2 separate regions of the Mus musculus genome follow, and region 1 is linked to region 2. Evidence: chromatin contacts called from public Hi-C data. All regions are on one chromosome and are shown on one strand. Each heading gives the region's core, a stretch centred on a gene start, on an enhancer-like site or on the middle of the called end of the contact. The rest is flanking DNA. Distances are from core to core; before and after follow the strand shown.

The links. Hi-C and Micro-C count contacts between places; a contact is called where the count stands out from the background.
Region 1: a Hi-C map of the N1E-115 cell line shows a contact between it and region 2, with 4 times the contacts expected there. The contact joins two enhancer-like sites. A contact is called at or near these places in 3 of 484 Hi-C or Micro-C datasets (the N1E-115 cell line and embryonic stem cells) and 1 of 9 other capture datasets (embryonic stem cells).

Annotation. Positions count from the first base shown.
Region 1 is chr4:111,617,307-111,621,757 of GRCm38.p6, forward strand. The region is part of intron 11 of Agbl4 (ATP/GTP binding protein-like 4); the gene reads left to right. Among named protein-coding and RNA genes, the nearest start is that of Spata6, 100 kb to the right of the region's middle. Within about 2 kb of position 2,750, at least 1 of the 459 cell types and tissues checked has an H3K27ac peak or open chromatin away from gene starts, as enhancers often do. A contact at or near this core is called in the N1E-115 cell line, where this site is marked.
Region 2 is chr4:111,362,610-111,367,226 of GRCm38.p6, forward strand. The region is part of intron 6 of Agbl4 (ATP/GTP binding protein-like 4); the gene reads left to right. Among named protein-coding and RNA genes, the nearest start is that of Bend5, 50 kb to the right of the region's middle. Within about 2 kb of position 2,297, at least 3 of the 459 cell types and tissues checked have an H3K27ac peak or open chromatin away from gene starts, as enhancers often do. A contact at or near this core is called in the N1E-115 cell line, where this site is marked.

The DNA of each region.
Region 1 (4,451 bases), core at 1,500-3,999, 260 kb after region 2:
TCTAGACCAGCCTTCATCTAACTGGGAGCATCAAACTTGAGAGGATTTTCTAGGCAGGTCAGGAGTTTGATGCCACCTAAGAAAAGTGCTAGACTCTGGGGTGAGGAGAAATGTGGAAGGTTCTATTGGGGATGTCTCTGGACTGTTTGGTTCATCTGTGATCTTCCCATGCCCTTCATATATGAACATAGAGATCTCAACTGATGCTTCCAGGTGCCACATCTTCCATAGGCCCTGGGGCCCATGTCTGTCCCACTGCTTCTGCATTCCTGTCTTTCTCCTGTACCACCATACCCGCACTTTCTAGCTTCTGCTCCCTCACTTTCTCTTTACTCCCCATTTCCTTTGCCTTTATCCTCTCTTTCCACCTCTCTTCTCTCCTTTCCCTCCCTCTTCCTTTTTTTCTCACACCTTTTCTCTTTTCTTCTGTCCCTCCATCTTCCCTGCCCAACCCACCCCGACCTTCTAGATCTATTGCTTTTGATAAACTGCTATTCCTGCCAGTTTCTCAAAAAACTTGTCTTAAGTTCACCATGGTGAAAACTGGAGGCTACTTTCTACCTTGCTAGATTTCTTTGTAAAGAAAATGTATTCACTAGTTTTAGCTTATCATAAAGTCACTTTATTGTGTCTGTGATGTTCTGATAGAACTTGTTAATTTTTATCCTTTGAGTTTTAAATTGATTCATTTCTCTTTTCTAAACTTTTCCTCAGAGAAAGTATTGTAGTTGAGAAAGTTTTAAACAGGAAAAGGATGGTATAAATTAGGAACACAGTTGTCCCTCGATGTTCCAAGATGGTTCTAGAAATCCTGAAATCCTGATATTCTAGTTTCTTGAGTATAGTGTTGTAGTACTTGTATATATACATACATCCTACTGTATACTGTTTGGGCTTTTTTTTTTTTGAGACAAGATCTCTCTATGTAGTCCTGACTGTTCTAAACTCACTATGTAGACCAGGTTGGCCTCAAACTCACAAAGATTCATTTTCCTGAATCTGCCTCCCAAGTGCTGAGATTAAAAGTATGAGCTACTAAGCTACCTCAACATATGTTTTAACTATAGATCACATAATATTCAATGTATTGTAAGTGCTATATAAATTATTGTTATACTGCATTTTAAAGGAAATTATCTGAAAATAGTACAGACTTAATTTTGTAAAACTATTTTCTATCCATGGCTAGTTGAATCTTCTGATACAGAACCCATGGATATGGGAGGCCCATTCACTTAATGTACAAACTACCCCTTCCCCAATTAAAGTGCTCACACTAGCCTTTCATAGCTCTTGGTAAATAGTCATAGAGTTCCTGCTATAAACTGTGTGGGGCGGGGAATCTCATATGCTAGTGGCATGAGTTAGAACCCAGTCTACTGAGGTTTCAGTGATCCTCTGTTACTTTTCTGAACTTAAGAGGTCCAGGTGATAGCCTCAGAGCAGGGGCGAGCAAGGAGTAATCCAGGTGGTAGGTCAGTGTTTCAGACTTCCTAGAGCCTTGGAGATGTCATGATAAGAACTGGATGCTCTGCCCACAGACACCAAGACTGAGCCCATCACCTTAGAATGTGATATTATATCTTCTGGCTCAGCAAGGCCAACAAAATAGTCTGTGCTATGAAGCAGAGGCGCATGGCTTCCCAAAATCTAGCCATTCTTAAATGCCCCTGGACACCCTCTCCTGCCAACATTTGGTAGTGTGATCCTCCAACTCCTTAAAGACACAGGTGAAGATCAACTCCACACCACACCTACTTTGGTCTCCTTCAGTATTGTGGCAAAGGAAGTTATAGGAATTGTTTAGAAAAAAATTGAACTTATGGGCTAAAGTAAATTCTAAACCCAAGTCGCAGGTCTCTCTGGAAGATGCTGTAGCTGGTTTGTTATTAATTTCTGGCATCCAATTATGGGTTCTTCCACCTTTCTATTGGCATGGTTGGCTGATAGAAATTTTATCTTTACTAAAAAATCCTTCCTCAGCTCACAGTTTCTGTCTCTTAACACCCAATTCTTCTTCACCAAAAATAAACATATATTAGCGTGCCAGGAATCACAACCAGCACCTGGGGTAAAGTACTAGAGAAGAGGGCATTCTAAGGCTTTTGTTCTACTGGGGAGACAGAAGAGAGAAGAGATAATTAAAATGTGCACGATAAGCTCAGTGATAGAGGAATTCCAGAAGATTAAGGAACACTTATATTTAAAAGAAGTATATGTATATCAGCATGGTAGTACACACTTGTAATCCCAGCATACTAGATACAAAGGCAGGAAGGTCATGAGTTTCAGGCTACCCTGAGGTACAAAACAAATTTCAAGATAGTCAACAAAAACCTACTTCAAAAATCAATGCTGCCACAACTGCTTCTAGTAATAATAATGGTGTATATGTGTGAATGTCTGTGTGAGTGTGTAAGTGTATGTGTGTGAGTGTATGTGTGTGAGTGTATGTGTGTGTGGATGAGAGACAGAGAGAGATAAAGGGAGAGAGAGGGAGGGGAGGGGGCAGGAGAGAGGGAAAGAGAAAGGGAGAGGGAGAGAGAGGAGTGCTAACTAAGGGCCAGTAGCAGTAACTAAACATGTCTTTAAACTCAGGTAAAGCCTTCTGGAAGGCCCATCTCAACTGACTTTTAATATTGGGCAGGAGTTAGTCCAATGGGATGGGAATGTGTTACTGAAGGGAGAACCCTGCAGACAGAGAGGCAAGGAAGAAAAGTATACACGTGTAGCAAGAGGATAACTGGTCAGGTTTGGGCAAAGGCCTTCAGATCTAGGTGTAAATTTGTAGACGGAAAGGAATTCAAACTTGAATAGTAGGTAATGAAGAACAATAGATGTTTTGTAAATAGTGGGAAGTCACCCTGGCTGTACTAAAGGCAGGGACATACAGTAAGAGGTTGGTGGAACAATCCACATGAGAGCTGCTTCAGACCAATACTAGGTGATGGGCACAGAATATTTCAATGTCGAACTGAGAAGATGCAAAAATAATTGCATTAGTGGTTACAGGAGCTGGAGACTGGAAGGCGTCAGTGGTGAATGAAGAGGCTATGCACCAGCTTTGTAGTCCCTGCTTGTCAGTGGGGGGTGGGGGGAGAGGAGCCTGGAACTATACCAGGGAAGCACAAGTCAGCTTGGTACATTCAAGGATGATTTAACCTGGTTCCTCTTTGATATACATTATTTTCAAGACTCATCTCATAACAGAGGGAGAACAGTCAGACAGATTGTGATCTTTGTTGGCTGCTGGCTCTGTGTCCCAATCAGAAAAAGAAATTACATGGTCTGATGGGAATGGCAATATGGTCTGGGAGGAAGTGTCCTCTAGACTGGGAATCAGGAGACCTGATTCTGACAACAGACAACGCAGGCCTCATCCCAGACAGTGCCCTTCCGAGAGTCCTCTAGGCTCTGCAAGGTGACTTTATCTTTATAGAGCAACTGAGGACTTTCTGGATTTTCTATCCTGCTGTGGGACTCAGAAACACCCACAAAGAAGTAAGTGCTATGCAAAGAACAGACTTTCTATTCACACATATCTGGGTTTGAATCTTGCCTCAGCTACACAGTAGGTGGGTGAGCCCCTTTGAATAGGTTGCATAACCTAACTGACCTCAGTTTCTTTATGTGTAACTGGGAGCTATAATTGTATGATGTTCTGGTTATGGTGAAGTTAAGGGAAATAACTATATACATTTTCAAAGGTTTCCACGAAGACTAGTGGTCTTTGGCATCCTAGCCTGTCCATGTTGTAGCAAGAACACAGATCTGACATTAGAGTTCCAGATGTGAGTTCTGTTTTATTTTCTGAGAGCCTTGGCACAGTTATATAACCACTCCAGACATTAGTTCTTTAACTGTAAAGTGAGGCTGACAGTGAGTTACGTCTTGTAAGGGTTGCAAGGGTTACATGGGGAAGGCTATGTTGTCCTGAACTGTTAAATCAACGTGCCATATGCTCAGTGATATTAGATATCATTCTCTCACTTTTCCTTCCTGTCATTTGTCATCCTTTTGTTGTGAAATGGTAGAGTCTTGATACTTTCAGGCAACTCTCCAGTTATTACTATTTACATTTTATTGTCCTGACAACTAATAAATATGCTATTTTCAAATGGTTGACAGAGAGAGAGAGAGAGAGAGAGAGAAGGAGAAAAGGAGAGAAGGAGAAAAGGACAAACTAGAATCATAAAGTTACTCAATGATTCTCCAGCCTTTGTTTCTGGTCTGGTTACAAGCTAATTTTGGGAAGAGGGAGCCTGAGTCCTGAGCAGGCTGGTTTCCTGTGGCTGTGTCCATACTGAAATCAGATAATGCTGGCTCTGAAGTATGGTACAGCTAGCCAAGGGAAAATACCAAGATTCTGTCAGCTAACTGCTGTCATTTCAGACCTCAGTGGACCCCTCAGAGTGGGCCTTCTGACATGTTCATCAAACTATTTTATTTAT
Region 2 (4,617 bases), core at 1,047-3,546:
GGGAGCATGATCAACTTACCAAGGACCACATCCTTAAAGAAAACTGACTCTCCCTTTGCCAGCAGCTCACAATTGCCCATAGCTCCTGGGCTAGAGGCAGGATGGCTGTCCTTCTCTGTCTCTTCTGTTGTTCTATCAAACCCCTCTTGCATGTAATGGCTGCCTATTTGGTCTGCTGCCCTGTGATATATTATGCAGCCACTAGCCAGAGTAATCTTTTCTATCTAAAATCAAATAGTATCAACTCCCTGATCAAAACCTTTTAATGGTTTCCCATCACTTAAACAAAAGCCAATTTTCTAGCCATGGTTCACAGAACCCCTTTGGCCCTGGTTCTTTTATTTCTGCCACCTCCTCTCATACCAGTTCCATATCACTTATCATATTCCATACATACTGGTCTCTATTTTCTTCTCAGACAAGTCCAGCCCTTTCCCAGAACTGGCATCTACAGTACTGGGTCATTGTTTTTTCTTAGACTGCAGTGCCACTTCATCAAGAAAGTTTCTCTGACTATTCTATTTAAAATTGCCTTCTGTGGTTACTTGTTTTTAAATTATTTATTTGTTTATTTATTCACTTTGCAACCTAATATCAGCCCTTCCTTTTCTCCCAGTACCCTCGCAGGCAAATCTTCTGGCATTCTACCTTCACCTCCCTCTGGGTGTCACCCCGCACACTAACAAAACCCAACCTCAACCCTTAACTCTCCCCAACCCTCCCAACCCTGCCTCCACTTCTCTGCGCACAGTAAGTCACTGCAGGACTGGGTGAATCTTCTCCCACTCAGGCTAGACATTTACAGGCACAGGACCTCAGGCAGACAGGCAACAGTCACAGGGACAGTCCCTCCCCCAGTTGTTGGGGGACCCACATGAGGATCAAGCTGCTCACCTGCTACATATATACAGAGGACCTAGGTCTAGCCCAGCTCACTCTTTGGTTGGTATTCAGTTTCTGGGCCCCCCCAAAGGTCTAGGTTAGTTGACTCTGTTGATCTTCCTGTGGAGTACCTGTCCTCTACAGGTCCTCAATCCTTCTCCCAACTCTTCTGTAAGATTCCCCAAACTCCATTTAATGTTTGGATGTGAGTCTCAGTATCTCCTTCAGTTGGCTACTGGGTGGAGCCTCTCAGAGGACAGTATGCTAGGTTCCTGTCTCTGCTGGCTGTTCCAGGGAGACCAACTGGAATAATGCGAGGATCCAACTCGTCAGCCCTGTTTACTTGTTAACAGTGAGTCCTAATAATTCCTCTTTGTAGAATTTATTACAAATGATCAGTAGATTATATTCCATCATAAGTTATATTGTATATTTTTGATGCTTCATATTATCACATTATCTTATTATCATTTTACCCCATGAAAATAGAGACTTTGTCTTTTACATATATACTGATGGTTACAGCATGGCACTTAATAGGAGTTCTGTAAGTATTTGTCAATTAAACGAACACATACGTCTGTTTAAGCTCTGCTGTCTCTTTTCTTCTCTCCTGGGCTCATCCTACTCATTTCTGTGAACTGGCATACCTCAGAAGGTTGTTGTGTCAAATGAGACACGGCATGTTAAGACAGTAAATGAATTTAAGGAATTATTATGAGTATCATCATCATTACCATCATCCAAGGCACTTTCCTCTCTGACACTGATTTCATTATTGGTCTTTGGGTCTCCTGGGGGAACTTCCAGTGAAAGATTCTTTTTCTCTCCTTTTGTGCAACAGACACCTGGCGGTTCTGGTTCATACTCCTGATTCAAGATGTCACAACTATTTGTCATCAAGCTGCTGGCATAAGTATCATTCGTGATTCCTTCCAGCAAGTATATTTTTAGTAAAGACAATCTTAGGCATTTGAAAGAGAAAGGAGAAAAAGATTAAGATGACAAATTTTTTGAGCCACAGGATATCAGCACAGGAAGATCTTTGAACAGTTACCTAATCTTCACATTTACAGAGCCCTGTCTCTCCCCCCCCCCCCCTTTTCTGCAATGTCCTGGAGGTTTCTGTGATGGATGAGTGAGGATTCTGAGGCCCCAGACCATATTAGGATAAAGTTTTAGAGAAACTTATAATAGGAATATAACATATCTGCCTTGCCCTCTTCCCACCCTTGTTCCTTCTGGTTCTTCAGACTCTTCTTTGCTCTCATGCCCTGTCCATGCCTTTCTCTGCCCTGTTCTCAACAATTACCTTTCATCTTAACTACTGAAATAAATTCCTACCAGTCTCCCTAGACCCACTCATCAAACAGCACAAACTTTCTGTGCCACACTTACCCCTTCACTACCACCTTCAAAGGTCCTTCCCTGGCTTTCCAAAACTGTTAGCGTGATTGTCTCAGCCTTGTCCCTCGCCCCACCCACCCACCCCTGCCTCTGACTCAGTGTTTCTTCCCTACTAGCTGCTTCCAGTTCCTGGAATGAGCTCAGTTAATCTAATCACAGATTTCTGGACCTATTATTCCCACTGCCTAGATTAGTGTTGGCTCCCAGACTCCATTATTGGAAGAACTTAAAAGTCCCATCACAGATGGAAAGTTCTAGGATCTTAGAGTTGTATCCTTAATGTCATAGCAAGCCAATTGCTTTTACTTCTGTTGTATTTTATTGTGATTTCTTTGTTTAGAAGTCATGCAGGCTCATTAAGGTTATGGACCCCTATTCTACCACTTTCTGTTTCCACTGTCTGTGAGAGTCTTCCTGCCTCGTGCTCTTAACACCTATGCATCACTCATATCTCTGTTCAACGTTACCTCAGAGACATGGTTCTTGGATCTGTATTCCATGGCAGTCACTTCCTTTTGTTAAATGAAAGTGGATCACTGTTCTTTCTTCCTTGTTCTTGCCTTGGAGTATAGTTGTGCTCTTGTTTGTGTAATTGTTTGATGAACACTTGCCTTTCCTACCAGCTAGTATGTTCTGGGAGGACAAAGCTCATTTCTGCTGTTGTTCACCACTAGATCCCCACATCTGACATCATCTTGGACATTTAACAGGTGCCAAATCTATTGGCCAGAGTAGATAAATCTAAGCATTGTGCCTCTGACAGGGATTCTAAGAGGCCTGTGGGCAGAGCAAACTGACCCCACCCCAAACCTCACAAAATATGGTCAAGCCTAGAAATCCTCTTAATAATGTAGAATAGTGCTTATAGGCCTCCATTTCTGAGAAACTTTTTCAGTTGAGACCATTTAAGTACTTAATACCTTCATGATTCACCACTCATGAAGGAATGCTGACCAATGATAAGCAGCTATTTTATAGCTTTTTCTAAAACGGGAAAGCCTTCTGAAAACAGGTCATAAAGCCGGTGGATGAGGCCAGCCACGAATAATATTGCAATTCTGAAGAAATACTGATTAGTCCGAATGCTAAACATGTATCACCTCAAGAAAAATGAGGAATTCTGGGCTTTGCAAAGGCTTTGTTCAAGGATGACCATACTTATCAGAATTTTATTTGTAATTCAAGGTCAGTGTTGGAAACAAGAACTTCCTAAATCTGCCCAGGCTACTATGACAGAAGGAGACTGGGTGGCTTCAAAATCTAAAAATTGTTTCTCATATCCTAGAGATCAGGCGATTCAAGATCCAAGTGTCTCTAGATTCAGTTCTTGGTGAAGATCTTTATCCTATGCTCCTGGCTTACACATGGCAAAAGCCTTGCTGTGTCCTCCCAGGCTGAGAAAACCTTTCTGTTCTCTCATCCTCTTTGATAAAGACCTGAAAATATGATTTTATTAAGGATGAGGGCTCCAACGTATGAAATGTCTTAGGGGTATGAAACTTTCCAGTCTATAACATTTCATCGCACCCCTCTCCCAAAGTGAATCTTTCTCTCATGTAAAAATGCATTGATTTCAGTTTGATAGCCCTAAATGTCTTAACTCAATCCATCATCTCTAAGGTCTAAAATTCAACTACATATCTAAATAAGATATGGGTGAGACTCAAGATACAATTTTCCCTGAGGCAAATTCCTCTCTTGCTATGACTGTATAAAAGCAAACAAGTTAAGTCCAGTTTCCCAAATATTAAGGGAGACACAGGATAATACAGGATAAGCTTTCCAGCTCCAAAAGAGGGAAGTCACAAAGAAAGAAAGAAAGGGTGGTGGGTCTCAAGCAAGAACAAAACCCAAGCAGGCAAGCTTCAGTAGCTGTTACAGGTTGAGAATAATCCTCTTTGGTCCTTGTTCTGCCTCCAGACCTAGTGCAATATCAACATCACCCTTACAGCTCCATGGCTGATTCATGCATGCCTTTGGCTCCACAGAGAGCCTTCTCACAGCCTCCTGCACGAACAGTACCCCTAAGGTAGCAGAAAGGTGCATGCTTAAACTGGAAAACTGAACTCATCCCTTGAACTGAGGAGGAACCAGCTCTCTTTCTGTTTGTGTGATAGAAGTTGCAATTCTGCTCTTCTCTGATGATCTTAGTACCATTCTCTTTTAAGGCACAGCCCCAGTGAATAGCTCTGCTTGTATCTTGTGGAACCAAAGAAGTCCTACAGCTGTCCTTTATTCTCTTACCTTTCCTGTGTCAGTCCCAGCAGCTAGTGTTTCTGTTGTTATCACCCTGCTGCTTTGCCTGCCTCCAGTTGAATACTCTGAATA